Regions from separate parts of the Mus musculus genome. Here all the other regions are linked to region 1. Evidence: chromatin contacts called from public ChIA-PET and Hi-C data. All regions are on one chromosome and are shown on one strand. Each heading gives the region's core, a stretch centred on a gene start, on an enhancer-like site or on the middle of the called end of the contact. The rest is flanking DNA. Distances are from core to core; before and after follow the strand shown.

Region 1 (7,136 bases), core at 4,551-7,050:
ATTTGCAGAGGCTAAACAAATAGAAAGATTCTCTCTCTTGCCACGTTTATACTCACTCCCACCCTTCCATCTGCCTAGACAGGAGAGAACTGGAGTCTTGGAAGTGTCCCAGCTTTGGCAAAGACTCCAGTAGCCATGGTCTCCATGGGTAAGACCATGTTCCTGTGTTCTCATGACACCAAAACACATCATGAAGAATCTAAGGCACGAAGGAGTCGGTGTGAATACCAAGTCTCAAGACTGTTTTCTGCAGGCAAATGCCATCTGGAAGCTCTCTGTGTTAGCACCTCATGTCAAGGTCTCCACTGAGTGACACACTCCCTTCTCAGCCTCACCTGCTTTGCTGGTCCCCTTTCTCCTGTTTGGTCTCTGTCTTTCTTCTTCTTCCTTCTGCTTTGAAGGTAATAGGAGGTCTCTGGATCTCACTCTTGTTCAGATCCTGACTTTGTCAGTACGTGTGGATCCCCTATCATATTACCAATACTGTGTTAGTATCAGCAGTCGCACTTGACTATGGGGGTGACCCTGATCACCTAACTTCTCTAGTCTGTGTCTTGATTTTCCTCCTCTTGCTGAACGATGCTAATAATTATTTCTACTGCTTACATGAATGTGAATGAGGACCAGGTACAGAGGTTCATGCCTTTAATTCCAGCACTTGGAGGCTGGAGAGGTGGCTCAGTGGCTAAGAGCACTGACTCTTCTTCCAGAGGTCCTGAGTTCAATTCCCAGCAACCACATGGTGGCTCACAACCATCTGTAATGGGATCTGACACCCTCTTCTGGTGTGTCTGAAGACAGCTATAATTGTACTCCTACATAAAATAAATAAATAAGACATTCAGCTGGTTGTTCGGGGAGACGTACCTTCCACCTTAGACCATGGCCAAGTTCATTCGTAACTTCTCAGAGAAGGCACCGTCGATGGTGGCCGCTGCCATGACTTACTCGAAGTCTCAATTGGCCACATTTTGGCACTACGCCAAGGTTGAGCTGGTTCCCCCAACCCCTAGTGAAATCCCTACAGCTATTTGGAGTGTGAAAAAAAATCATTCAAAGTGTTAAAACTGATAACTTCAAACACCTTACAGTGAAGGAAGCTGTGCTGAATGGTTTGGTGGCCACTGAGGTGTGGATGTGGTTTTATATCGGAGAGATCATAGGCAAATGTGGCATTGTTGGCTATAATGTTTGAAAACCAATCTTTAACTTCTGATTTGAGTTCTTATTTGAATGTTCTTGGACCATGTGTAACAGGACTGCTATCTGAATAAAATACTAGGTGTTGAAAATCAACCAATCGATCAATAAATAAATAAATAAATAAATAAATAAATAAATCTTTAATTGCAGCACTTGGGAGACAGGGGCAACTGAATCTCTGTGAGTTCAAGACCAGCCAGGGCTACACAGTGGGACCTTATCTCACAGTAAAGGACACTAATGAGATGCAATACTGTGTATCAAAGTATACATTTGTCCCAGTTTTTAAATCTGTAAACAGGTCAACAAGGTGACAGATATAAACTCATAGATATACACGGAAAAGCATGTTCACACACAAACACGCACACAGAGAATGTATGGAGTATAAAACAAGACGTGACCATCTGCCACAGCAAACATATTGGACTGATATTTGACTTAGTGCTTGCCCGTGGACTTCTGGCTTTATATGTTTCATATGCATGTGAGTGTCCATTGGAAACAAAATCACAGAGGGTGGGAATGAATGACTCAGTAGGTAAAGCATGCTTGTTGCTGCCCTCTGACTTCCATAAGTACCCTATTCCCACCCCTATCCCCTACACACACCTTACATTCAAACAAGCATGCTGCTAATATCTATGACAAACATTAACAGCAGTGATAAATTATTAGCTCAAAATTTGCAGACTGATTTCCACTTTACTAATTAATAAAACCTACAACCAGGGATACTAGGGAACTAGAGTCATAACAGACATATCTACTATGGGGTGTGTGTGTGTGCATGTGTGTGCATGTGCCTGTATATATGTGTGACCCACACATCAACCTCAGGTGTCATTCCCTAAGTGCCGGCCACCTTGATTTTGAAGACAGCCTCTCGATGGCCTGGAGTGTGCCACATAGGCAGGCTGGCTGGCCAGTGAGCCCTAGAGCCCTAGGGATCTGCCTGTCTCTACCTCCAGCACTAGAATAACATGCATGTGCTGCCATGGCCAGTGTCTGCATGTGTGTGCTCTGACGATCAAGCTCTCATGTTTCAGGGCAAGCTTGTAACAGACAGCTCCATCCCTCTACAAGTGGCAAATTACAAAACAAAGTCAGGAGTCTCGTGCTGTTTTAAATGTGGCCTCTAAGTGGGGGAGCTCTATGCGTCCCTACCATTCACTTCCTGGAAGGTCTTGTGGGTTAACTCTCCATGGGGACACCATGAGAGAGTGAGGGCTGCAGAGATGGCTCAGTGGTCAGGGAGGGCACTGTCTGTGGAGAGATGGCTCAGTGGTCAGGGCACTGTCTGTGGAGAGATGGCTCAGTGGTCAGGGAGGGCACTGTCTGTGGAGAGATGGCTCAGTGGTCAGGGAGGGCACTGTCTGTGGAGAGATGGCTCAGTGGTCAGGGCACTGTCTGTGGAGAGATGGCTCAGTGGTCAGGGCACTGTCTGTGGAGAGATGGCTCAGTGGTCAGGGCACTGTCTGTGGAGAGATGGCTCAGTGGTCAGGGAGGGCACTGTCTGTGGAGAGATGGCTCAGTGGTCAGGGAGGGCACTGTCTGTGGAGAGATGGCTCAGTGGTCAGGGAGGGCACTGTCTGTGGAGAGATGGCTCAGTGGTCAGGGCACTGTCTGTGGAGAGATGGCTCAGTGGTCAGGGCACTGTCTGTGGAGAGACGGCTCAGTGGTCAGGGAGGGCACTGTCTGTGGAGAGATGGCTCAGTGGTCAGGGAAGGCACTGTCTGTGGAGAGATGGCTCAGTGGTCAGGGCACTGTCTGTGGAGAGACAGCTCAGTGGTCAGGGAGGGCACTGTCTGTGGAGAGATGGCTCAGTGGTCAGGGCACTGTCTGTGGAGAGATGGCTCAGTGGTCAGGGCACTGTCTGTGGAGAGACGGCTCAGTGGTCAGGGAGGGCACTGTCTGTGGAGAGACGGCTCAGTGGTCAGGGAGGGCACTGTCTGTGGAGAGATGGCTCAGTGGTCAGGGCACTGTCTGTGGAGAGATGGCTCAGTGGTCAGGGAGGGCACTGTCCGTGGAGAGACGGCTCAGTGGTCAGGGAGGGCACTGTCCGTGGAGAGACGGCTCAGTGGTCAGGGAGGGCACTGTCCGTGGAGAGACGGCTCAGTGGTCAGGGAGGGCACTGTCCATGGAGAGACGGCTCAGTGGTCAGAGAGGGCACTGTCCGTGGAGAGATGGCTCAGTGGTCAGGGCACTGTCTGTGAAGAGATGGCTCAGTGGTCAGGGCACTGTCTGTTCCTCCAGAACACCCAGGCAACAAACAGTGGCTCACAATCATCTGTAATCCAGTTCCGGGGTCCAATGCCCTTTTCTGGACCCCATCAGCACCAGACATGCACATGGCATGCACACACACATATACTCAGGAAAAACACTCATACACATAAAATAAATAAATCTAAAAAAAAGTTAAATTACTAGCATGTCAAAAATACAGCTGGGGTAAAATCAGGGCTATTCATGAGCTGTGACTCAGTGACGCTTTGGCACCTGGGAGTATTTTATGCATAAGTTTAGTCTCAGACAGGCTTATGTTATATAATAGACTATCTTTAACATGACAATAATCCTACTGGCTAACAAGAACTCAGAACCAGAATCACAACAGTCCACTCAAAACACTAATCTTTAAAAGCCTGCCGGGATTGATGGCCCCCTCACCGCCCAAATAGATCAATTCTAGACTTTTATTTAATGAGACAGCCAGGGAGAAATCACTACTTCCCATCACCGATAGATGGTCCGATCTGCCTTTCAATCAAGCACATTTCAAATGTATTCATAGAATACGTTTCACACCTCCTCTGTCGTGTTTATTATGCTTCTGGTTCTGCGCTGTTGCAAATGCATAGCTGAAGCTGGCTCTGCTGTAAACTGTCTTAAAATAACAAAATTCTGAGACCAGATCAATGCTTTGTTGGGCCCTGTGTGTGTCCATTTAACAAAAAGTCACTTTGTGCAGAAATGACTCACTCTTGTACTGTTCTTCTGGCTAGGATAGGCTGGGCGGGGCTACGCTACAGAGCTGGTTCTCTATGATAGGCTGGGCGGGGCAACGCTCCAGAGCTGGTTCTCTATGATAGGCGGGGGCGGGGCTACGCTACAGAGCTGGTTCTCTATGATAGGCTGGGCGGGGCAACGCTCCAGAGCTGGTTCTCTATGATAGGCGGGGGCGGGGCGATGCTACAGAGCTGGTTCTCTATGATAGGCAGGGGCGGGGCAACGCTCCAGAGCTGGTTCTCTATGATAGGCGGAGGCGGGGCAACGCTACAGAGCTGGTTCTCTCGACGTTCATGCGTACTGGGAATGGAGCCATAGCACCATGCCTGCACAACACACACTTTTGCACACTGGGCTATCTCACTGTCCACCCCCCCCCCAAGACATCTCATTCCCCCCCACTAAGCTATCTCACTGCCCCCCTTACTGAGTTATCTATCTCACTGTTTCCCCCACTGAGCTATCTCACTGTCCCCACTGAGACATCTCACTATCCCCACTGAGTCATCTCACTGCCCCCCACTCAGCTATCTTAATGTCCCCCCACTGAGCTATCTCATTGTCCCCCCACTTGGCATTTATAATTGGACCAAGTTTTAGGCATCCCCAGAAGTTTTATTACACTGATTATTTCAGTGCAAATCAGGACAAAGTATTGACACCTCTCAGGTTGTTTAATTAAACTATGATTATTTTAAATGAACAACCGATAGTCTCTCTACAATGTGCCATTCTTCTAGGTAACGAGGACAGTGTTGATCATCAACAGCAGACAGCACATGGGACTTGCTAGTGGTGTTCAGAGCGGGCAGCTTTCTCCCAGCAATGCTAACCCAAGGTCGAGTTCACTAATTAGCCACTGAGGTACACTTTGCTACAATATCGATTCCAGGCCTTTTCCTTCAACAGACACCCAATTAAATTGTCTTGGTCAAAACAGAAGTAATTGAGACTCCCAGAACAGCTGTAAAGATCAGGTGGGGTAGAGAGAATCCCTTTAGCTCAGACAATAAACCCTGCAGCTCAGCACACGGCCTCGGGTCCTGCTACCCCATTCCCCGGCTCTCAGAAGGAAACGTCTCCAAGCTGGTCTTACTCACAGGCTTCACTCCACTGCATATGCAAAACTTGCTAAGAGACTAAGTGTTCTTGTGAAGAAGGAAAAAAAAGGAGGTATGTGAGGTGACAAATATGCTAACTAACTTGGAATCATCATCTCACAACTTGCAGTTTGTCCTGTACATTGTAAGAAAGCTTGGGGGAAATACGCTAGATTAAAAGGGGCATTCATAGTACTGATATTTGACAAAGCCACTTAGATACGCTTTTCTCGAACGAGTCCTAAGGCGTGCCACTTGTTCCTGAACAGTGTGTGTGCATTACAACAATCCAGTTTGACACTCCCTGAGTTCTGTATCTTATTGGTCGGTATTTGTGATTTGTAGCTCAAAGCTTTGTGCATCACAGGTTATGCACACAGCGTCCACGAGAGGGCGATATAGCCTCGCTTTTAAGTCCTACACCGTCAGCGCAAGCGCGGCAAGAGTTCGCGAGCTAGGGGAAATCATTACCAACTTCCTTTCCACGGTGAAGTCAGTGACCCTTCTGTCACTTGGCAAAGCAAGCCAGGCAGCGAGCCTCGAAAGGCCGTCCTTTAAGTTAATGATTTATTGATTTTGCTGCCTGGTTTTGCTTTCACTGAGCCGGAGAGAAGGGGGTTGTCTTTTTAAACGTTCGTAGCTTGTTTGCTAGAATTCTAAACAGAAAGCTAAGCCTTCCTAGTGTGTTGGAATGCTCCATGTATGCAGTGGCTTTGTGGATGCTGACTGAGGACCTGCCCCCTAGCTGTTTAGTTCAATGAGAAGAAAGCAGGAAGACCAGAGATAATATAAGCGACCCAGCTGCCCTAGGGTTGCATTAGACCCAGCCCTTGACCAGAGCCTGGCCTCAACTTCTCAGCGTGGGTTTGCACAAACCACAAGTGAGGCCAGCTGCTCAGAGAATGAGTCAGCCCCCAGAATTCCATATGCAAATAAAGACAGAGCCGTTCCCCCAGACGCCTGGATGAGTTCCTGGAAGATCAGAATGCTTGGCAGTTCCCACTGAAGGTTTGAAGCCGCTGGCTGACTTCTTCTGCACATGAGATCTGACTCCTAGCATCGTTTGCACCCTGGAGACCAGGAAAGACCATACTGCAATGTGCTATGTGTCCATGTCAAGAGGTCTCTGGTTTTGTGCCTTTTTGCCCCATGATAGAAGTTGTTCTGTTTCAGAACAAGTGAGACGTCAAAATAAGAAAAGGGGTGGGTCTCACTGCAGATACTTCAGTCTTTAAGAGAAGAAATGGTTCCCTGTGGTTAGCAAAAGAGCAGAGCTCAGACTACCTCTGTTCAGAGCCTGAAGCACAAAGTTCTCCAGGGAGAAGAGGAGACCACACAGCCAACCCCAGGGTCTTCTTACCTCCTGGAATGGCCACTCTTCTGGATAGCTTTATGTCAACTTGACACACGCCAGAGTCATCTGAGAGGAGGGAACATCAATTAAGAAAATGCCTCCACACTGTAATTGGTAGGGGTGGCCCTAGCCTACAGTGGGTGATGCCATCTCTGGACTGGTGGTCATGGGTTCTATAAGAAAATAGACTGAGCAAGACAGACGAGGCAAACCATGCAGAGCAAACCAGTAAGCAGCACCCATCCGTGGCCTCTACATCAGTTCCTGCCGCCAGGTCCTTCTCCTAAGTCCTGTCCTGATTTTCTACAGTGATCTGGAAGTGTTAAGCTAAATAAGTCCTTCCTTCCCCAGCTTGCTTTTGGTCATGATATTTCATCACAGCAATAGAAACCCTAACTAAAGCAAGTTGGTATCAAGATGGTAGGGTATAGTAGGGTAGAGCTATGACAACCCTGACCATGTTATTT
Region 2 (7,376 bases), core at 3,913-6,412, 600 kb after region 1:
TTTGAGTCTCTGCCTCTGCACAGCTGTGGGGGTCTCACAGGTGGGTCTGAGGCTGTAGCCCAGGGACCATGCTCTCTCTCTCCTCTTTTTCATTTTTTAAGACAGGGTTTCTCTGTGTAGTCCGAAACTTACTCTGCAGACTGGGCTGGCTTCAAACACAGAGATCTGCTTGCCTCTGCCTCCGGAGTGCTGGGACTAAAGGTGTGTGCAGCCACACCCTAGGGAACCATGTTTGCTAAGCACCGAATTAGACAAGCAATTGTCATTGTCCCCTGAGCCTTCTGAAGCTGACTCTTGGGGATTCCATGAGGCTACTTCACATGTGGCTTGGCACAGGAAAGTCATACTGGTCACCTTGAGGGACTGAGGCCCATAAGGAATGGTAGGAAGAAGTATGTTTCAGAAGATCAGGGCTAGGAATTTAAGGATTCAAACCAGTGGGATCAGGTGCAAAGCAGGCTGGAAAGGACTGATCTTTGGGAACAGCCGTCTTGCACAGCAGCAGTGACTCCAAGTCCGGGGGAGAAATGGCAAGAACACCTTGAGGATCCCAGGGCTGGGGCCATGGCTCAGGATAGAGAGCCTGCAGGAGGTTCTGTCCTCAATCCCCTTAGAAAGATCCACGGGCAGCATGTTTTATATATATAACAAATGCTTATGAGAAGGGAAGCTGGCTCCAGAGTGCTTTAGGCAGAACTTGACATACCCGATGCTCGACAATTCATATCCCAAGCTCTAAGAGGGTCACTATAGCCAAATGGAGGGGCCCTGCGTCCTAGGACATCCTGTGAAGGTCTCAGTGCACCATGGGAAACTAAAATTGAAATTTGATGACACTCCCTGTTGTATGAGATCGTCCTTTTGAGAAATGGTTGGGGTGGAAAATGTCTGATGCTGAAAGCTTTCTTACACCGTGAACAGCACCCAAATTTCTGACTGGTGCAGAGGCAGCAATTGTATTATAGGTGTGGTTCTATTACTACTCTGGAGGTGCTAGAAGAGGTGTCTATGCCCGGGTGGGTGCTCATGTATGTGCATGTGTGTGTACGTGGGTGTTCATAGGTCAAAGGACAACCTGAGGTACCACTTCTCAGAGAGTTTTTACCTTTCCCTTTTTTATTCTGGGTTTCTCACTGGCCTGGGGCTCACAGATTAGGAGAGGCTGGCTGGCCAGAGAGCAACAGGGATCCATCACTCTGTCTTCTCAATTGTGATGATTACAAACACGATACCATCCACGGCTTATAAAGCAGTAGTTCTAGGCATTAAACACAAGTCTTTGTGTACTCTATGAACTGTACCATCTCCCCAGCAAGGTTTTGTGCTTTGGTTTTGGTTTTTAAAAGTCGCACACTGTGTCCCAAGCTGGCTTCAAACTTGCAGCAGGCATCCTGCCTCAGCACCCCATGCTCCAAGTGCTAGGATTAGAGGCTCGAGCAACTGGAAACCGCACTGTATCCTTCTGCGCTATGCTGAAGAGGAGCCACCGAGAAGACAACACTGGTTCAGGCACAATCCGAGACTTTCCCCGCAGGACGCTGTGACAGCCAGGTCCAGCCCTGAGCTTCTCCCCCGCCATTAACCATTCAGATTCCCTTGAACAGTTCAGAGTCGGCGAGGACACACAGCTTTACATGAGGAGGGAATGTGACCCAGCCTGGGAAGCCTTATTATTATTTATTATTATTATTATTATTATTATTATTATTATTATTATTATTCATAAAAAGCTACGCTAATTCTTCTTAGTAAAAGATTGCTTCAAAGAACTACTTACTCTTCGACTGATGAGTTGTGGTGTCTGGAGGCCACTCCGCGTGCTCAGGAGTTTCCCGGCACGCAGGTCAAAGGGGGCTCTTTTTTCTTTCTCAGAGCCTCTAACGAACAGAGCACTGTGCTCTCGCATCCTCCATTAGTGAGCAGGCGGCAGCTCCGTCTTGCAAGGGTTGTCTCCCTGATGGAGTTCTAATTGCACCAGAGCCTCTCTGTGCTAGACTAAGGTTCAGGATCAGATGGGAAGGAGAGAGAGAGAGGGAGAGGAATAAGCACAAAGTGGAAAGGGAAGGGGGGAAAAAAATCTCAGCTGTGATAGCTGACATCTCAGGACGAGCAAGGCTGGGAAAGCCTCCCTGGACTGATAAAGGAGGTTAACGTTATAATTCAGCTCAGAGGAGAGATAATGGAAGAGATAAGAGACTTTGATAGCACATAGCACATCTCAGAAAGCATTCTTGCTGGCTCAAAAAAAAAAAAAAAAGACATAAAATGAAATCTGGTCGTTCAGGTTGAAAGTCATTTGGGTAAAAACCCCACAGGAATGGACTCACCACCAATTGTTGCCATGTTTCTCTAGTTGGTCCAAAGTTGGGAGAGAAAAGAAATTGAATGGTTATCCATTCAGTCCTGGGCTGGTTGGTTCCTACAAGGAACAGCAGGCTGCCTCCTGGGGTCTCATAGATGCTCTTCAGTACAAGATTTCCAGCCTCTTAGATCTTTCTGCTTCAGGCGTCTTTAAGAAAGGACCAGAGATGGGAACTAATGGTGCCCAGATGAGGAACAGGGGTGAAAGAGTCATTTTGTCCCACTATCAAATTCTGAGAGTATAAGAGCAGCCAGGCTAGGGTCAGACAGCAGGGGTTGGTCTGATTTCACTTGCTGTAGAATGCAGGACCCATGAGTATTCCAGAATACCTCTCTCCAGGGTCCCCACCTCTTACCTGTTCTTCCTCAGGGTGACTTCTTCCTTCTCTGTCTTTCTTCAGTCATTAGCTTCTCTTTTTGAAAGTCTAAACTCAGACTATGAAGTCTTGGTGAGAGATGCACAAAGCAAATGGTGGAGGGGTTGCGTGACCTTTTCTGTGACTCAGGCCTCCAAAGACGAAGCCTGCAGAAGGCGGTAGAGCTTCCATTCAGAGGAGTTCTGGGTTGTGGCTCAGGGAACATTCTAGGAAGAGTGGAAGGAGGTACCGCAGTAATCTTTGGTGCTCTGTGAAGTGGCGATGGTGTCTCCAGGCTTTCGGGGTGACAGGATAACAGGCCTCCTGGGTCTGATGACATCCAGAGTCCACAGTGCTCATGGATCTTCCCACAAGCAAGCATTCGGACCAGCAACAGTCCTCTGGGGACACTTCGGAAGCTCTCTGTTCCTGTGGACTCCAATGTGCTGTCTTCATGCTCAGAGGTTGTGTTCTGGCCTCAATAGAAAGTCCCAAGTGAGCCAGGTGGTGGTGGCGCACGCCTTTAAATCCAGTACTTGGGAGGCAGAGGCAGGCGGATTTCTGAGTTCGAGGCCAGCCTGGTCTACAAAGTGAGTTCCACGTCAGCCAGGGCTATACAGAGAAACCCTGTCTCGAAAAACCAAAAAAAAGAAAGTCCCAAGTGGGAATATATGCAGCTGGGAACCTGGAAGCTACAAGATGGCGGATCTATGTGCTCAGCTCCTTCCACCTCAGACTTGACGTGAGTTCATGCGCACAGTGCCTATAAAGTATTGCAGGGAACAGGATTAAAGATGAGGGAGTGGAGACCACTGAATATCTGGTAACTGGTAGGCCAGCCTACAGGTCTACAGAGTGAGTTCCAGGACAGCCAGGGCTACACAGAGAAACCCTGTGTTGAAAAACAAAACAAAACAAGAGTAGTGCCTGAGGAACAGCTCTCTCTCTCTCTCTCTCTCTCTCTCTCTCTCTCTCTCTCTTACACACACACACACACACACACACACACATACACACACTACATACATGGACAAGGTTGTTTGGGGTAACTACGGCTTTGATGAGACATCATGTCTTGGGGAAGAAAGGGTTCCATCTCACAGTTTATCATCAAACAGGGCAGGAACCTGGAAGCAGGATCTGATGCAGAGGCCATGGAGGGGTGCTGCTTACTGACTTGCTCCCATGGCTTGCTCACCCTGCTTCCTTATAGAGCTCAGGGGAGTGGTATCATCTGTGGTGGACTGGGCCTTTCCCCATCAGTCACTATGTAAAAATGCCCTACAGGCTTGCCTACAGCCTGATCTTATGGAGATGGTTTCTCAGTTGGGGTTCTCTCCTCTCAGATGGCCCTAATTTGTGATAAGTTGACATAAAACCTAGCCACCAGAAAGCTCATGCATGTACAGACACACAGACGCAGAGGGAGGGGAAGGATGGAGAGGGGGAGGGAGAGGGAGGGGCTGAGGGGAGGGAGAGGAAGGGAGGGAGAGGGAGAGGGAAAGAAACTCTACTTCCAAACGAGAACCATCTTTAACTCCCATGATAGGGAGAAGGGCATGAGGTTGGGCAGTGAACAAGCTCCCCCTAGGCTAGACTATGCTGCGCACAGAGCACAGGGACAACTCCCCTAAGGAGGACATGGGCCATCACGGGACCAGGCCCATCTCATTCATGACACTTCTGACTGGCAGGGCTTCTGGATGACATCACTGTAAAGAGGTGGCTTCTGAGTCTAAGAGGAAACACTCTTGAGTTGTAACATTGGTGAGGGTCTTATTTAATCACCAGAAGATTCATGCCTGTTTGGGAAGAATAGAAAAAGTCTCTCTTTCTCTTTAACTTGCAGTGATCTGTGTGCTGAGAAAAGGAGTTCTCCCTTCTTTTCTATCAAATGAATTATGTGCTTTTGTTGATATTTCATTACTTGTCTATTTGTGTACAAACACACACACACACACACACACACACATGATGTACATGCAGAGATCAGAGGATGACATTCAGTTGGGAGTTGGTTCTTTCCATGGGCCTGGGGGCTTAGTGGAAGGTACTTTTACCTACTGAGCATCTTGCCAGCCCTTTTGCTTCTCTCTCTCTCTCTCTCTCTCTCTCTCTCTCTCCCTCTCTCTCTCTCTCTCTCTCTCTCTCTCTCTCTCTCATTTGTCCTCAGGAGGAATGAAGTCTGGCCTAGGAGGAACTTAGATGAAAATCTGTCATGCCACACTAGTGGCAAGCCTGGTGTGGATGTCACTGGGAAGGGGGGGGGGGGGTCCCCTTCAAATGACCTTGTTCCATCCCCTCTGTAGCCTAGGATCCTCACCCAGGCCAGAGCAGCTCTCTGACCAAGATGTCTGCTTTGCTCCTTCCCTCAGAGCCTCCCTCCCCTCCTTCCTCGGCTGGTCCTGACTCACCACTCACCAGATAAGGTTGCTATAATGGAAAACAAGAGCAAAAACAAATGTCTGGCGGTGACTCAGAGCAGAGCTCAGGCGATCTGGGAGAAACCCTGCTCTCCAGGGTGACATTCAGGAGAGCACAGAAGCAGCAGGAGGTGCGGAATGTCACCCGCAAATGTTCTCTCTGTTCCTCCAACGAGTCTTCTCCAGACATTGTCCTTTCTGGAAATCCAGCCCAGCCCTCTCCACTGCTCTCAGCACTGTTTCTGAGGTATTCCTAGAAGCCTGTGCCTTCCCCAAACTGCCCAAAGCTTGAATGTGTCAGGGCACACCTTTAATCCCAGAACTCTCCTGACAGAGGCAGGCATGTCTCTCTGGGTTTGAAGTCATCCTGGTCCAGATAGCAAAATTTAGGTCATCTAGTGTTACCAAGTGAGGCTCTGTCTCAGGAAGGAAAGAAACAAAGAAAGAAGGAAGGGAGGGAGGGAAGGAAATAAAGACTCTTAAATCAATTGACTGTAAATTGTACCCTTCTATCTGTGTGTGGAGCATGGTGGCTAATGATTATAATTCCAAAATTGGGAGGTAGAGATGGGAGGACTAAGGCTAGCCTGGGCTACTTGAGACTATGTCTCAGAAAAGCAGTAGGGGCTGGGGAGATATCTCTACATGAGAACTTGAGTATGGCCCCAGCACCCACATAAAAACCTGAGCATGGTGGTATGTATTTATAATCCAGGTGAGGAAGACAGACATAGGAAGATCCCCGGAGTCCAGGCTGCCCAGGCTGCCCGGCAAGTTCTATGTCCCAAGGAAAGATGCTGTCTCTGAAAACCAGCAGAAAGGCTCTTATGACTGATGCTTGAGGTGACTCTCTCATCTTTACTTGCATGTGGGATATCTACACACATACGAGAGAGAGAGAGAGAGAGAGAGAGAGAGAGAGAGAGAGAGGGAGAGGGAGAGAGAGAGAACATACAAAAACCAATCAAACCTCTGTCCCTAACAGGTCACTGCAATGTCTTTAAGTCTACCCATGACTAAAATATCAACACGACCCCAACCTCCTGAGCTTTAGCCGTCATTTCTATCATGGAAAGTCACTGGTGGGCAGCTTTCTATGGTGTCAGTGTAGCCACATCTCTGTGCCTCACAGCTGAGGGAGGACTAAGTGTCCCGTGTGGGGTTGTACCTCAGCATGCTTTCATGAACTAGGAATACAAGGGACTTAGGTGTGGTCTGGAAGGAGGTCTGAATCCTGCTACTTCCCGTCTTCCTGAAAACATCTGGTAACAGATAAACCGCAGGGCAGTCCAGCTTGACCTTGGCGGTTGGCCAGCTTCTGAGTCAGCTTTGCAGTCAGGCTTGCCTTTGGACACCCAGTCAACCACATATCTCTGTGGACATCCTGACTTTGGGCACGTAGGTTATGGTGAGTGTAGTGACCAAGAGGTGGTACAAATAAGGAACGTGTGTTGAGTGTGTATGTGCATGAGAGTGTGTATGTGATTGTGTGTGTGTGTGTGTTGAGTGTGTATGTGCATGAGAGTATGTATGTGAGTATGTGTGTGTGTGTTTGTTTGTGTATAATCAGGCTGGCCTCCAGCCTGCTTTATAGCCTTGGTCTAGCCTTGAACTCACCATGTAGCCCAGGGTGGCCTTCAGCTCACAGTCCTCCTGCCTTAGCTTTTTAAGTGCCAGGATTACAGACATGCTCTACATCTGACACATCTCTACTTTTGTGACTTGACTCTAGAAAAGAAGAAACCTTCTCCCACCCCCTATCTTTCACTCCCTCTGAAGAACAAGGACATTTGCTTAACTACATAGAAAGTAGAGGATTTTGTAATAATGATGGTATGCTATAACCTAACTAGGTTTCTGGTGATGACATTTATAATTTTCCCCTGACTCAGAATCTGGTCTTGTATCCAGCTGACATGTCCTTTTATTTTCCCCTAATTAGGGCCACTTCGTCAGCCTGATGTTTCTCCTTTAATGCTATGGCATCTTTGAAGAACACAGGCTATTTCCTTGTAAGATGTCCCCATCTTAGCTCTGCTTCTCATGACTGCAATCTGCTTTCTTCCCGACCAGAACTGCGTTGATCATTTGTGCCATGATTTCTGCCTAAATGACACCAGTCCCTCACCAGTGCCAGGGGCGTGTGTGCGTGTGTGTGTGCATGTGTGTGCGTGTGTGTGTGTGTGTGTGTGTGTGTGCGTGCGTGCGTGCGTGCGTGTGTGTGTGTGTGTGTGTG
Region 3 (7,200 bases), core at 2,141-4,640, 650 kb after region 1:
CTGTGATGAATTGTGTGTGTGTGTGTGTGTATGCATGCAAGAGACAGAAAGACAGAGACCAGAGACACATAGAGTGAGGCACACACACACACACACACACACACACAGAGAGAGAGAGAGAGAGAGAGAGAGAGAGACAGACAGACAGACAGACAGAGAGACAGAGGAGGAAGAGAGAGAGAGAAGACAGAGAGAAAGACAGACAGAGAGACAGAGGCAGAGGAGGAAAGAGAGAGAGAAGACAGACAGACAGAGAGAGAGAGAGAGAGAGAGAGAGAGAGAGAGTCTCCTCTAGTTTTATGGGCCACATAGTCCCTGCCTTTAAGAACTAAGGCCTTATTTCCAGCAGGCAGCACTGGGCTGGTTTAGCACAGATTCACCCAGCAGGTATTAGGATCCGTTTAGGAATTATCCCTTAGGAGAGATATCAGAACCCAAAATGTGTTCCTCTGTGAGGAAGACGGTTTATGCATTTCCCAAGTGCCCGTTTGTGACAAGCTTCTCACCAAATCTGTGCTGGGAGCGATTCCACGAACTTATCTCCCATTACAGAGACCATAGCACAGGTGGAGTCACTCGCCTAGACTTTTCTCATACCGAAGCCCGCCCATTAGCTCAGGACCTAGCCGTCGCCCACTCACTGCGCTAACTGATGGACTACTTTGCCCCACCCCCGCCCTGTACTGTTTTTACTCCAGGAATTCCTGCTGCATATGGGGAGTTTCCCCTAGTCTCCTCTAATCCTCCCAGCCCAGAGAAGGAAGATGCTGAGCCCAGGAGAAGACTCACATCGATTTCCACCTGCACAATTGCAGCCACCACAAAGGCCATGGACGCCAGGAACATCCCAACAGTCATCTTCTTCAGGGATCTGATGCAGACAAGAGGAACGTGAACCCCAGCCTGCATCCCCCAGACGAGCCAAGAGTAAGCCCTAAAGGAAAATCCTCCTCACCTCACATCCCCTTGGCTTCCCTGCAAAGACAGCTGTATTGGAAGCTGCTGGTGGTGTTTTTATTGTTTTAGGATTTTACGTATGCATGTCAATGTGAGTATATGCCCACATGAGTGTGAGGGCGCTGTCAGTATATGCACACATGCATGTGAGGGTGCTCTCAGTGTATGCACACATGCATGTGAGGGTGCTCTCAGTATATGCACACATGCATGTGAGGGCGCTCTCAGTGTATGCACATATGCATGTGAGGGTGCTCTCAGTGTATGCACATATGCATGTGAGGGTGCTCTCAGTGTATGCACATATGCATGTGAGGGTGCTCTCAGTATATGCCCACATGCATGTGAGGGTGCTCTCAGTGTATGCACATATGCATGTGAGGGTGCTCTCAGTGTATGCACATATGCATGTGAGGGTGCTCTCAGTGTATGCACACATGCATGTGAGGGTGCTCTCAGTATATGCACATATGCATGTGAGGGTGCTCTCAGTGTATGCACATATGCATGTGAGGGTGCTCTCAGTATATGCCCACATGCATGTGAGGGTGCTCTCAGTGTATGCACACATGCATGTGAGGGTGCTCTCAGTATATGCACACATGCATGTGAGGGCGCTGTCAGTATATGCACACATGCATGTGAGGGTGCTCTCAGTGTATGCACATATGCATGTGAGGGTGCTCTCAGTATATGCACACATGCATGTGAGGGTGCTCTCAGTGTATGCACATATGCATGTGAGGGTGCTCTCAGTATATGCATACATGCATGTGAGGGTGCTCTCAGTGTATGCACATATGCATGTGAGGGTGCTCTCAGTATATGCCCACATGCATGTGAGGGTGCTCTCAGAGGCCAGAAGAAGATGCCAGATCCCCAGGAGCTGGAGTCACAGCATTTGTGAACTGCTCCGTGTGGATGCTGGGGTGGAAACTGTGGTCTGTGTGCTTGAGAAGCAAGCATTCCTAACCATTGAGCCATCTCTGAGTCCCTCTCTGTTACTACTCATGACCAGACTAGTGGGGTCAAATAGAATGCCTATTCACATTCTCACATTCAACTTCTAAAAATCCTATGATCACAGCTAATGTTTTCAGGCTTCCATTAATAGCATTTTTATTTATTTTAAAGGGCATTTCAGAGGCATTGCATATAGACATCTCTTTTTAAAGCTCTGTGTGTGTGTGTGTGTGTGTGTGTGCGCGCGCGTGCGTGTATGCTGTATACAAATGTGTATGGATATGTACAGGCCCATGTGTGCACATGGGGAGGCCAGAGGATGTCAGATGTCTTCTGTCCCTGTCCATTTTACTTTCACAAGGCAGGACTTCTCACTGAACCTGTAGCTCACCATGTTTGGCTAAGCTGGCTAGCCAGCAGCTCCAGGGATCTGCCCATTTCTGTCCCCTACCTCGGAAGTTGCAGATGCACACTGCCATACCTGGCCTTTTGCATGGGCCCTATGGATCTGAACTTGGGTCTTAATGCTTGCACAGCAAGCACTCTTACCCAGTGAGATATCTCCTACCCCCCAATATTTCTAAATTTATTACTTTGAAAATTTCATCATCAGCCAAGCCCGGTAGCATAGGCCTATAATCCTATCTACTTGGGCAGTACGCAAGTTCAATGTCTAACTAGGCGGCAGGGTGAATATAGGGCCAGCCTTGTCTCAAAATAGAAATGAAAAAGAGGGCTGGTGTTCTATCTCAGTAAAAGAATATTATTTGTCTGGCATGTGTGAAATCTACTAGGTTCAATTGCCAGTACTGCAAAAATAAAATAAATAAATGTGCCATCACCTCGATGGGAGCTTCTGGAAGCAGAGCATTTACGAGGCCCTGGACCAATAGCATCTCAGTCAACCCAAGCCAAACAGCCACCAACTGCATCTCAGTCAACCCAAGCCAAACAGCTACTTACGTGAAGTTGAAACCACATTTTGCAATGAGCGGGTACACCACAGCGTCCACAATGGGGACCATGATGACAATCAAGATGGCATTCACCGTCTGCAGAGGAAGTGGAGAGGGGCCTTTAACGCAACCACAGGAAACACGTGGGCTTTGGAAAGTGAGCTGAGCCTTTCTCCTACCTGCATCTGGTCCGGCTGAATTTCAATTGCTCCCTAAAAAAGAGGAGGCAAAGTCTTACTGAAAGAAAAAAAAAACATGGAAGGGAAGAAGAAAGGACTGAGGGACTAAAGCAGGGCGGTGGTGACCAGGAGGAGGGACAGACCAGGACAGGCAAACTTACAATTTTCCCATTCATGGTCGTTGCTTGCAGTGTCCATCTGGAACCCTAAAAAATTAACACATCGATTGTGTCATGGAGGATGTGGCTTTTTAGGATGTGGTATATCACCAGCAAACCTTCTAAATCAGGACTGAAATCTCTAATTTGCCTCTCGGCTCTGTCACAGTTCTAGGAAGACAAAAGCCAGTGGCACATCCTGGGCTTTGTGAAGGACCTCTGAGACAGAGCTGTCCTCGGGAGATATAAAACTGTGTGATTACATGGTACCACCTCTCAGGGTAAGCTCATCAGGGCCCTGTGTTCTACAGGTGCCAGTGTCAGTATCTAGAACATTACAATGGTAAAGAAAGCCAGGGAGGGGTTTTAAATGCTTTATCATAAAGATAGTAGTGGTCTTAAATCACGGCAGCCTAATTACAGATCATCTATCTGTCTCTTACACGATGTGATGATTTTTATGGAAGACTAAATGCTTAGTGGATCGATATAAATCCATCAGCTCCCCATGGGAAGTGGCCACCCTGCCCCTGTTCGACTCTTGAGTTTGTACCAGTCACCGGGGACTTTGTCTGATTTGGGCCTCACAGCAGAGGTAGGTGAGTAGCACAAACATGATCAGAAGGGTTCCAAGTGATGAGCCCATATCACCCAGCTACCAGCAATGCCTGCATTCTGAGTGTGAGTCTGACCCCAGTTAGGCTCTTTCCATACTCAAGGTGGCTCCTTTGCCCTTCCTAGGCTGCTGCATACTTCATACTACCGACAAGGAATATGTGTTTGCTCAAACATTCTCCATGGATCGCCTAGCCTTCCAGTAATCCTATCTGTGCATAACACATGCTTGCTCTCAGTCTCTAGAAGAAGCAGAGTTTTCTTGCTTTGACTTGTGAGTATTGTGCACTGGGTTGTCTGACAGGAGTGTGCAGGACTCCAGTGTGTGTCCTATAGATGGCATCGTATCTATGTGCTAACTGGACTTAGGTTAGAATCACAGCAGTCAAGTAGAATGTGAAGTTAGGAGGGACATGGCATAGGGCAGTTGGAAGGAGGTAATGGTGAATGTATATGATAAAAGACACTGTATATGTGTATGGATGTTTTAACAATTAAAAAGAAAGTCCAGAGCCACAGGTCTGGTCTGGTCAGGAACTGCTTCAAGTACAAGAACTTGTGTACAGTCATTTTCAATTCTGTAGGGCACTTCTGGTTCAAGTATTCCATTTTAAAGTGGGAGAGTTGAATCAAGCCCTGTTAATTAGAACAGTCCTCAAGTCTCTTCAAAGGCAACACCTTTGACCATGCTGGGTCAATAGAACAAACTCTCTCTGCCCTCAGTTGTGATCCACAAGTGTCCCAGATGCTCTCTGAGGAGATCTCCCCAGGGTTACCCTAGGGAAACAAACCTCACTTTCTTCACTGATTCACAATAGACATGCGGGTGGATCCTTTCAGGATACATTCTAACCAAGAAACTCAGTAAGATGCCAAAAATTACTGGGTGTTTAGGAGCTGAACACCCAGCATAGCTGGGCACATGGCAGTACTTAACTACATTCTGATCAAACGAGAGACATTACCTGCTGGTCAAACAAGGCCCAGAACATGGGGAGTGGGATGTACAGGAACATCACCTTCGTGACCATCTTAATCTGTGAGATGAGCCGCTCCTGCAGGTAGACAAATCAGCCAGGGCTGCAGTCAACAGCAGTCGCTGCTCTGCTGCCAAGTGGGGATGTTTGCATCTAGCTGGGAGGAGACGAGTCAGTCTAAAGGATGTGAGCGCGGGTTTCTCTAGGAAACCAGACATTCTAAACAGGTGACCACCGAGCAAGAGTAGCTGTGTGGGAGGCCAGCCGCCACAGCTCACTAACTGTTAGTCTCAAAGTCGGTCATCACCACCCAGCCCTTCTCTGTTCAAACTGAAGTCATGTGATCTCATGGCCTACACCTAACAGAAGATGACCCAAGTGAGCAGCTATGAGGGCGTCATGTTGCTTCACAATAAGTGATAACCATCCTTTTAAAGTCTTTTCAGAGCACTTGTGCATAGTTGTATTCCACACGCTATTAAACGCTCGGAGGACATGGCCAAGGGTATTGCCCATGTGCTAACACTCTGCACTGTGTTCTCCAGTCCACACACTATTAGCATTGGGAGGATGCGGCCGAGGGTACTGCCCATGTACTAACCCTCTGCACTGTCCTTTCCTCCCATGCCCATTTCCTGGAGTAGCTAGGGCCACTGCTGCAGGAATATGACTTACGTCGTATTTCTCTTTAGCCCAGTCCAGCCAGTGCTCCCTCTTGGGATATGCCTTACTTCGGTGCCGAAACCTGTTTTTGATGGCAAACTGGAGGAAAGAAAGAAAAAAAAATTAAATTTTAAGAGAGAATCAACTACCTCAGAAAAACATGTTTCAGTGAATTCCCTTCTAAAGATCAAACATGGGAGAATGGCACACTTTCCACTGGTGGATCCTGTTTGCCTGGGCTGGAGTCTCCTTCCCAGCAGTTTACCCTCCAGTCTGCCTAGAAAAGCATGGTCAGTAGAAATGTAACAAACACATGTGCAGTTTTGTTTTCTAGCAGTGAATTAACAAGTAAAAACAAAATATGTAAAAATCCATCCCCAACCCCAGCAGGGTTTCTCTCTGTGGCCCTGGCTGTCCTGGAACTTGCTCTGTAGACCAGGCTGGCCTTGAACACAGATCCACCTGTCTCTGCCCCTTTATGCCTCTGCTGGAATTAAAGGTGTATGTCACTACCACCACCAGGGTCTATTTGGTAAGTTTTATAAAGACAAAAACACCCAAGTACCCTCAAAATGTAATCTTAAGGGGAAAATCAAAACTTTGTTGAATTTTTTTTTTCTTTTTTAAAACTGAATTTTGATTTAAAGAAGGTGGAAGGTAGAGAAAAGTTCTGGAGTGATTGATTCAGTGAGAGGGAGAGAGGGAGGCAGAAGAGGAGGGGGAGGGGGAGGGAGAAGAAGAGGAGGAAGGGGAGGGAGGGGAAGAGAGGGGAAGGGGAGGAGGAGGGAGTGAGAGAGGGATAGAGGGGAAAGGGAGAGGAAGGGGAAGAAAGTGGAGGGGGAGGGGGAATGAGTGAGAGGGGGATGGAGGGAAAAGGGAGAGGAAGGGGAAGGAAGTGGAGGGGGAGGGGGATTGAGTGAGAGGAGGTGGAAAGGAAAGGGAGTGAAAGGGGAGGGGTGGGGAGGGTGGAGGAATGAGTGAGAGGAGGGTGGAGGGGGATGGGAGGGAGATAGGGAGGAGGAGGGAGAGTGAGTGAGAGGGGGATGGAGGGGCAAGGGAAGGGAAGTGGGAGGGGACAGGGAGGGAGAGGGAGGAGCACTTACACCAATGCACTTGGCCACTTTGCCCATGATGTTGCCCTGGGGCTGGAACTTCTTGTACATTCCACTGCCAAGGACAAACACAACTGCACAGGGCAGAAGAAGAGGCATCACTATAGAGTTCCCTGTGGTCTGAGAGATGCTCACTTATCTGCGTGGTCTCCTTGGTGGGAGGCGAGAGACTGCTTATAGACTTGTCTCCATCCTCACAGATGAAGACCTGTTTCTGACTCTAGAGACCACCAGTGCCTCTGAGGATCAGGAAGCTTGAGCTAAAGCCTATCACTTCCATCAATCTCCTCACGAGGAGGCTCCTAGACTTGGCAAAGCTGTTTAAACACAAGTCCTAGCTATTTAAAGGAAGACAAAGGTCATAGTTGCCTCTGCATGTTATAAGAATACAACATTCTACAAAGACAATAAGTAGCAAGAGGAATTTTCTTCCTGCTCCTAAGATTCAGGAGAAAGGTATTGAATGGATGAATCAGACCCTACACTAGGGCTTTCGATCTCCAAACGACAATTTGATGACATAAGGGCATGAATGGATCACTCGCTTTCCCCTGTTGAGAAGGCCAAGGCCTTGGCAGCCACTTGCTCTCAGGGATCTCTCCGAGTTCTGACCTGTATTA
Region 4 (7,004 bases), core at 3,763-6,262, 560 kb after region 1:
TAGATAAACATAAATTTGTGGGTATCTATTCTTATGACCAGTAGGCAAGAAAGCACTCTGATAGGCGAGACCAGTGTAGCTGTCCTGCTATTCTGCAGTGTGGAAGGCCACTCTGCAGCCAGATGAAGACTCAGCATAAAGGGCTGGAGAGATGGCTCAGTTGGTTAAGAGCACTGACTCCTCTTCCAGAGGTCCTGAGTTCAATTCCCAGCAACCACATGGTGGCTCACAACCACCTGTAATGGGATCTGATGCCCGCTTCTGGTATGTATCTGAAGACAGCTATAGTGTGCTCATACCAATAAAATAAATAAATCTTTCAAAAAAAAAAAAAAAACTCAGCACGATACGGTCTACCGAGGCTGCCCAGCACGTGTGTGAACACAGAATACACACATGCCCACACATGTCTGCTCATACAATCGGCTTTTATATACTCACACAGACAACGCTTAGGTTTTTTCCTAGACGGGTGTGAAGAAATGTCTATTCCCCTCAAATAGAGAGCAGACAGGCAGACCACCATGAAGGCATTCAGCTTGGTGAATCAATAAGTTTATTGGGCTTTCTTACAGGAACATGGGTGATTCTAAAGTAGCTAAACCACCAAGAAGCCTCATAGGCTACAAGTTAGAGTTCCCAGTCCAATGTTTGCCTCTCATACAGCCTCAGGGATGGGCAGGCCTGACGATCTCTGGGAGGATGGTAGGCCAAGGGGCCTGAGAGCCTCTGTAATCCCTGCTTAAAGGAATGTCAATAGGCTGGAGCTCTTGAGAGTCACATGCTAGAGATTTAGCAGAGGCACAGCTGCTCTGCAGCAAAGATGGCAGTGGTCTACAGCCTGGGAGGTGAGGTAAAGGAGCCTCTCAACCCACCAACCTGACTTCAATCCCAGGGTAGAAAAAGAGGTCAGATTCCAGCAACTTGTGCTCTGATCTCCACACACAGGAGCACACATATACAAATAACTGAATAAATGAATTCAAATCTCCATCTCCAAGGTTCTCGGAATTAAAAAAAAAAACAAAAAACAAAAAACAAAAAACAGAAAACAAAAAACAAAAAACAAAAAACAAAAAACAAACCTCTTACTCAAGCATAGATGAGCCCTTCACAGCACAGCAGTCCAAACGAAAGCTGAGTCCCCCTTCTTGTAGGGGAAAAAAAAATGTTTAATGACATGTATAAAAAAATAAATAAAAACTTCTTTTGAAAGGGAACAGGAAAAGGAGCAGGTGTCACCATCAGCCCCTGTGTATCTGATACCTTCCTGGAAAGTAAAGTCGGGGCAGCTGTGCCAGTCTCGGGCTGTGCTGGCTCTGTGCCTAGAGAGATGCCCTGTTTTCTGTAGCCTCCATAGTCACCTGGGAGGGACTCATAGAACACAAGACCCTTTCTAGCTCTTGTTGGGGAGGGTATTTTAGTGCAGAGGTCTCAGATTTCCCTTACGTAGCCCCCTAAAACACCTTAAATTTTCATAGCATGTCTTGGCCCAAAGACATACCTAACAGACCACTTAAGAAGCCATGTATAGCAGGCAGTGATAGTGCCTACCTTTGACGCCAGCACATGGGAGGCAGCAGGAGGCAGATCTCTGAGTTTGAACCCAGCCTGGTCTACAGTTCCAGGGCAGCCAGGATTACACAAGAAACCTTGTCTCTAAAAACAAACTGTGGGGAGCCGCCCTCACATTCGCCGTTACAAGATGGCGCTGACATCCTGTGTTCTAAGTGGTAAACAAATAATCTGCGCATGTGCCAAGGGTAGTTCTCCACCCCATGTGCTCTGCCTTCCCCGTGACGACAACTCGGCCGATGGGCTGCAGCCAATCAGGGAGTGACACGTCCTAGGCAGAGGATGATTCTCCTTAAAAGGGACGGGGTTTCACCATTCTCTCTCTTGCTCTTGCGCTCTTGCTCTCTTGCTTCTGGCTCCTAAAGATGTAAGCAATAGAGCTCTTGCTTTTGCTCTTGCACTCTTGCACTCTTGCTCTGGCTCTTGCTTCTTGCTCCTGAAGATGTAAGCAATAAAGCTCTTGCGCTCTTGCGCTCTGGCTCCTAAAAATGTAAGCAATAGAGCTCTTGCTCTTGCTCTCTGGCTCCTGAAGATGTAAGCAATAAAGCTTTGCCGCAGAAGATTCCGGTTTGTTGCGTTCTTCCTGGCCGGTCGTGAACGCGTGTAAGAACAAACAAATAAACAAAACCAGAAAAACAAAAAGACGACAAGGGGGAAGCCACCATGTGTAAATGTCTTAGCACACACTTCTGCTTCAATAATGTAAGTGGGATGGCTTAGTTCATGAAGTACTTGCTGCACAAGCATGAAGACCTGAGTTCCAGCCCCAAGGCTCAAATAAAGAGCCAGGGCACAGTGGAATGGCCCTGTAATCCCAGACAGACTCCAAGTAAGATCAGTGAATAGCCAGCCTAGCACAACTGATGTGCCCGGTCCCAGTAAGACAATCTGCCTCAAAACACACACACACACACACACACACACACACACACACACAATCTCTGAGGGTGAGTGAGACAGCTTGCTATGCAGACTTAGCAATTTGAGTTTAATCTTCAATGGAAGGACAGAACCAATGCCACAAGACTGTCCTCCACACACATCATGCACATATCCCCAATAATAGTAAGTAAATGTTTAAAAAGTCAAGGTGGATGGATGCTTCTTGCAAACATCATCCATGATTGACCTCCAGCCTACACACACAGCCACACACATACACGTACTCACACATGAAGGTATACATACATGCACATATACACAGAGAACTGGAGAAAAGAAAGTACTGTAATGTTAATATATTTTTAAACTTTATTATTTTTATTTTATATGTATGGGTGTTTTGCCTGTGTGTTTCTCTGAGTATATGTATATGTATATATATATATATATATTTACACAAACAATGCCCATGAAGACCAGAAGAAGGCATCAGATCCCCTGGAACTAGATCTAGATACAGGTGACTGTGAGATGCCATATGGATGCTGGGAACTGAACCTAGGTCCTCTGGAAGAGCATCCAGTGCAGTTAAGCACTGAACTACCTCTCCAGTCCCTCAAAATCATATTTTAATTCTACTCCTGGACTAGTGACCAATGGGATGCATTCCTGTTGGACACTGTATAACTTCCCAACCTTAGAGTCAAAATGGACACCACCACACATTGATTTTTTTTTTTTTTTTTTTTTTTGGTTTTTTGAGACAGGGTTTCTCTGTGTAGCTCTGGCTATCCTAGAACTCACTTTGTAGACCAGGCTGGCCTCGAACTCAGAAATCCACCTGCCTCTGCCTCCCAAGTGCTGGGATTAAAGGCGTGCGCCACCATGCCCGACTCACACATTGATTTTTGTATCTTTTTTAAAAATCACAGTAACTGCCAAAAATTATATAGCATTGGCTTTGCAAATGACACAACGTAGTATTATCTAATGTTGAGGCAAAGAGCAATACCTGTCAGTGTGATGTCTGATAAATGTCTAGTCTTGCTATGTTTTCTAAAAAATGTCAAGTATCACACAGTACTTTTGAATTCTCAGCAGTACCCAAGAACCCCCCTTGGACCAGCATTTGGGAACCATGAGTTTTAAGGATTAGACAATCAAATGACTTCCCTGGTGACCTACCTGGTGGGTAGACATCAAGGCCACAGCCTGCTGAGTTAAGATGCCATAGTGTGGGGCTGGAGAGATGGCTCAGAGGTTAAGAGCACTGACTGTTCTTCCGAAGGTCCTGAGTTCAAATCCCAGGTTATGGTGGCTCATAACCATTCATAATGACATCTGACACCCTCTACTGGTGTGTTTGAAGACAGCTTCAGTGTACTTACATATAAATAATAAATATTTCAAATAACTAACTAACTAAATAAATAAATAAATGGTTTTTTTTTAAAAAGATGCCACAGTGTAAATTTTATGCATAGGCAGGGCTACTGAGGCCCTTGTCCATGGAGGAAATCCTGGTCCTCATACAGTGGGAAGAACAAGGAACCTGGGATATTTAGAAAGATAGGTGATTGTGGTCGGGTGTGTCTCTGGCTTCCCCAGAGAACCAAGAAGAATGCAAGATGAAAAATGCACATCCTTTGTGAAAATGGGTTAACAACTCCAGACCGTGGTGTGGCGGCTCAGACCTGCAATGCCAGTGGTTGGGAGGTAGTCACGTAAGACTCAAGATCCCTCTACACGGTGAGTTTGAGGCTAATCAGGGCTACGTGAAACCCTATCTCAAAATAACAACAAAACAAAGCAAGACAAACAAAATGCCAAGTAGTTGAGGAGAAATTTCCTTCAAGCATGGGGTCCTGAGTTCAGATACCCAGTATCCGTCTAAACCAAATGTCTGTAATCCTGGTACCGGGGACGAAGAGATGGGGAGATTCCTACAGCTAGCTGGCCAGCCAGCACAACGGAATGGTGAGGTCCAGGTTCAGTGAGAGGCCCTGTCTGAATTTATTGATTAATTAAGGTACAGAGTGGTAAGTGAAGAAGACATTCAATGTTGACTTCTCCCCTACAAGCCTGTGTACACCACATGACCACATACGTACACAAACAATTTCAAACCTCAGTGTGGTGGCTTGCACCTGTAATCCCAGTGCTTAGAAGAACTGGTACTAGATGGAGACCAGCCTGGGCTACAGAATAACACCCTGGATCAAAAGAACAATGTCAAGACAGCAAGAGCAAAGCAGTAAGCCAAACACTGTTTTAAGAGCAGGACCACACGAGGCTACGTGTGTTACATCTGGACCCAGGTTTACTTCCGGGTGTTCACCTGCCTTTCTGGCTCGCTCTCACCTGCTGTAACATAATTATGCCTTTGGCATGAAACACACCTCTGACTTGGGATGGTTGGAACAGGCCTGAAAGTCCTCTAGGGCAATAGCACATGGCTGTCATCCAAGACTGCATAGCTTGCTGATGACCAACTTGGCTGAGGCCTGCTTGTCTCTTTTTGCAATGTATTCAAGGCCGAAAAAGAGGTCAGCACACTTGACCTGACTCATTTTTAGACTAAGAATGTCCTGAGTGCCAGGCTGTGGTGCACCAGGAAGTAGCATCCCATGCCCACAGTCCCAGGCAACAGGACAACACCTAAGGTTGCAGAGCTCCTGGTCAATTGTCTCTGGCAGGGAGGACCCTCATCTGGCAGGGAGCATCCTTGTCTGTTTGAATCAGCAAGACTTACAAAGGCTGTGCTATTTTGTGTGGGTATGGAAACACTGTAAGGAAATCCCATCTTTTGAACCTACAGAGTCCAAGGTCTACAAGTGGTCCATCTCCTAAGGCAAGCCAGCCAGCCTCAAGCTCACCAAGGAACACTAGCTTCCCAGTCATAGGAGTTCCTCCCTTCTGCGTCTCAGCAGTCTTCCAGACACCTTTTGATCCTGATCCAAGTCTCTCTCTCTCTCTGTCTCTCTCTCTCTCTCTCTCTAATGCATGGATCATGGTGGTACACATTTTAAAAAACAATTTATTTATTTTATGTTTGTGAGTACACTGTCACTGTCTTCAGACACACTAGAAAAGGGCATCAGATCCCATTATAGATGGTTGTGAGCCACCATGTGGTTGCTGGGAACTGAACTCAAAACCTCTGAAACAGCTGTCAGTACTCTTAACCCTGAACTATCTCTCCCTGATCCAAGTCTCTTATTTCTCTAAAGTGTTAATTTTAGATGATGAAAAAGTTTCCAAAACTATCTTAGATAGGAAGAATAAGTTATTGTCTTTTTTTTTTTTCTTTTTAGTTTGTTTATTTTGTTTTTCTGAGACAGGGTTTCTCTGTATAGCCCTGGCTGTCCTGGAGCTCACTTTGTAGAACAGACTGGCCTCGAACTCAGAAATCCGCCTGCCTCTGCCTCCTGAGTGCTGGGATTAAAGGCGTGTGCCACCACGCCCGGCTGGAATTTGAGTTTTAAGTCAGACTGGACCTCGGTGGTAGGCACTTGCCTGGGTTTGATTCCTAGTGCTACAAAAGGAAAAAAAAATGAAAAGGATGAAAGCTCAAAAAGTGCTGTGATAGGGTAAGGGCATTGGAAGATGGGGTGGTCTGAGAATGGCCCCCTAGGGTCATATATTTGAACACATGGTCCCCAGTTAGTGGAACTCTTTAGGAAGGATTAAGAGGTGTGGCCTTGTTGGAAGAAGTGTGTCATGCCAGGCCAGTCTTATTTTCTTTCTGCCATGTGCTTGTGCATCAGATGTAAGCTCCAGCACCATGCCTGCCTGCCTGCCTGCCAGCCACATGCTCCATGATAATCTGCAACTGTAAGCAAGCCCTCAATTAAATGGTCCCTTTAAAAGTTTCCTTGGCTATGGTGTTTCATCATAGCAATAGAATAGTAACTGAGACAGATGGGCCTGAGTAATTTCTTGGGCAAGAGCTGGGGCAAGACTAAACAAAGATGTAGTCGGCAGACAAAAGTCCTGTGCCCTCTGAAGTGGGGACATGGGGGCTAAAGGCAGCTGCTTAATCTGATCCCTGAGAAATCCAGTATTATCTTTCAGAACTACAAGACTAGCCAGCCTTAGAACTTAGCCAACATACTTCTCCATTGAAGGCACAGGTAGTAAATATTTTGGGCTTCGACCCCACTGTTGTGTCAGCAAAGCAGCCATAGGCAATACATTCACAAAGGAGCAAATAAAACTTTATACCATAGCCCTGGGGGGCCTTGTGTGTTGACAAATGATCTAAATGACTTATCTTGGGTTGTATACATCTTAAGTTGGGTAAGTGTCTGAACGAGGTGGACTTATGGAAGCTCACAAAGGAGAAAACAGAAACTATGTATCCACAGTTGAGCTATGTGGCACCAGAGAGGTCAAGGAGCTATCCTTGATAATAAGTCAGTAATAACAGTCTATAATAAGTAAGTCCAGAATACATAAGTAGTTAAAGATAAAGACACGTCCAAAACACATGACTGACAGGAACAGTACGCAAACCTCAACAGAGAGGATTCTGGGAATATGACCAG

The links. A called contact is a pair of places that touch in the nucleus more often than the background predicts. ChIA-PET counts read pairs in DNA pulled down with a chosen protein or histone mark.
Region 2: a Hi-C map of muscle stem cells shows a contact between it and region 1, with 4 times the contacts expected there. The contact joins two enhancer-like sites. A contact is called at or near these places in 1 of 15 datasets of contacts at CTCF or cohesin (embryonic stem cells), 35 of 484 Hi-C or Micro-C datasets (the C10 cell line, CD4 T cells, CD8 T cells and 23 more), 10 of 115 datasets of contacts at active chromatin or transcription factors (astrocytes, bone marrow-derived macrophages, cardiomyocytes and 6 more) and 1 of 9 other capture datasets (embryonic stem cells).
Region 3: an RNA polymerase II ChIA-PET map of memory CD8 T cells shows a contact between it and region 1, with 5 read pairs. The contact joins two enhancer-like sites. A contact is called at or near these places in 1 of 484 Hi-C or Micro-C datasets (peritoneal macrophages) and 3 of 115 datasets of contacts at active chromatin or transcription factors (embryonic forebrain, forebrain and memory CD8 T cells).
Region 4: a contact with region 1 is called in a Hi-C map of muscle stem cells, with 4 times the contacts expected there. The contact joins two enhancer-like sites. A contact is called at or near these places in 9 of 39 promoter capture datasets (the 3T3-L1 cell line, 3T3-L1-derived adipocytes, frontonasal cranial neural crest and 5 more), 4 of 484 Hi-C or Micro-C datasets (cerebral cortex, embryonic stem cells, muscle stem cells and 1 more), 1 of 115 datasets of contacts at active chromatin or transcription factors (craniofacial prominence) and 1 of 9 other capture datasets (adipose tissue).

What each region holds. Positions count from the first base shown.
Region 1 is chr14:120,826,276-120,833,411 of GRCm38.p6, forward strand. It overlaps the pseudogene Gm9391. Among named protein-coding and RNA genes, the nearest start is that of Gm33173, 18 kb to the right of the region's middle. Within about 2 kb of position 5,801, at least 277 of the 459 cell types and tissues checked have an H3K27ac peak or open chromatin away from gene starts, as enhancers often do. A contact at or near this core is called in bone marrow-derived macrophages, cerebral cortex, embryonic fibroblasts and 5 more, where this site is marked.
Region 2 is chr14:121,430,804-121,438,179 of GRCm38.p6, forward strand. No RefSeq gene overlaps it. Among named protein-coding and RNA genes, the nearest start is that of Gm33299, 22 kb to the right of the region's middle. Within about 2 kb of position 5,163, at least 143 of the 459 cell types and tissues checked have an H3K27ac peak or open chromatin away from gene starts, as enhancers often do. A contact at or near this core is called in bone marrow-derived macrophages, cerebral cortex, embryonic fibroblasts and 4 more, where this site is marked.
Region 3 is chr14:121,475,176-121,482,375 of GRCm38.p6, forward strand. It overlaps Slc15a1 (solute carrier family 15 (oligopeptide transporter), member 1), which reads right to left. Exons shown (of 23, transcript NM_053079.2): 9 at 6,572-6,654; 10 at 5,481-5,567; 11 at 4,794-4,883; 12 at 3,217-3,261; 13 at 3,056-3,088; 14 at 2,884-2,972; 15 at 790-871. Among named protein-coding and RNA genes, the nearest start is that of Gm33299, 22 kb to the left of the region's middle. Within about 2 kb of position 3,391, at least 50 of the 459 cell types and tissues checked have an H3K27ac peak or open chromatin away from gene starts, as enhancers often do. A contact at or near this core is called in memory CD8 T cells, where this site is marked.
Region 4 is chr14:121,387,194-121,394,197 of GRCm38.p6, forward strand. No RefSeq gene overlaps it. Among named protein-coding and RNA genes, the nearest start is that of Stk24, 11 kb to the left of the region's middle. Within about 2 kb of position 5,013, at least 74 of the 459 cell types and tissues checked have an H3K27ac peak or open chromatin away from gene starts, as enhancers often do. A contact at or near this core is called in muscle stem cells and uterus, where this site is marked.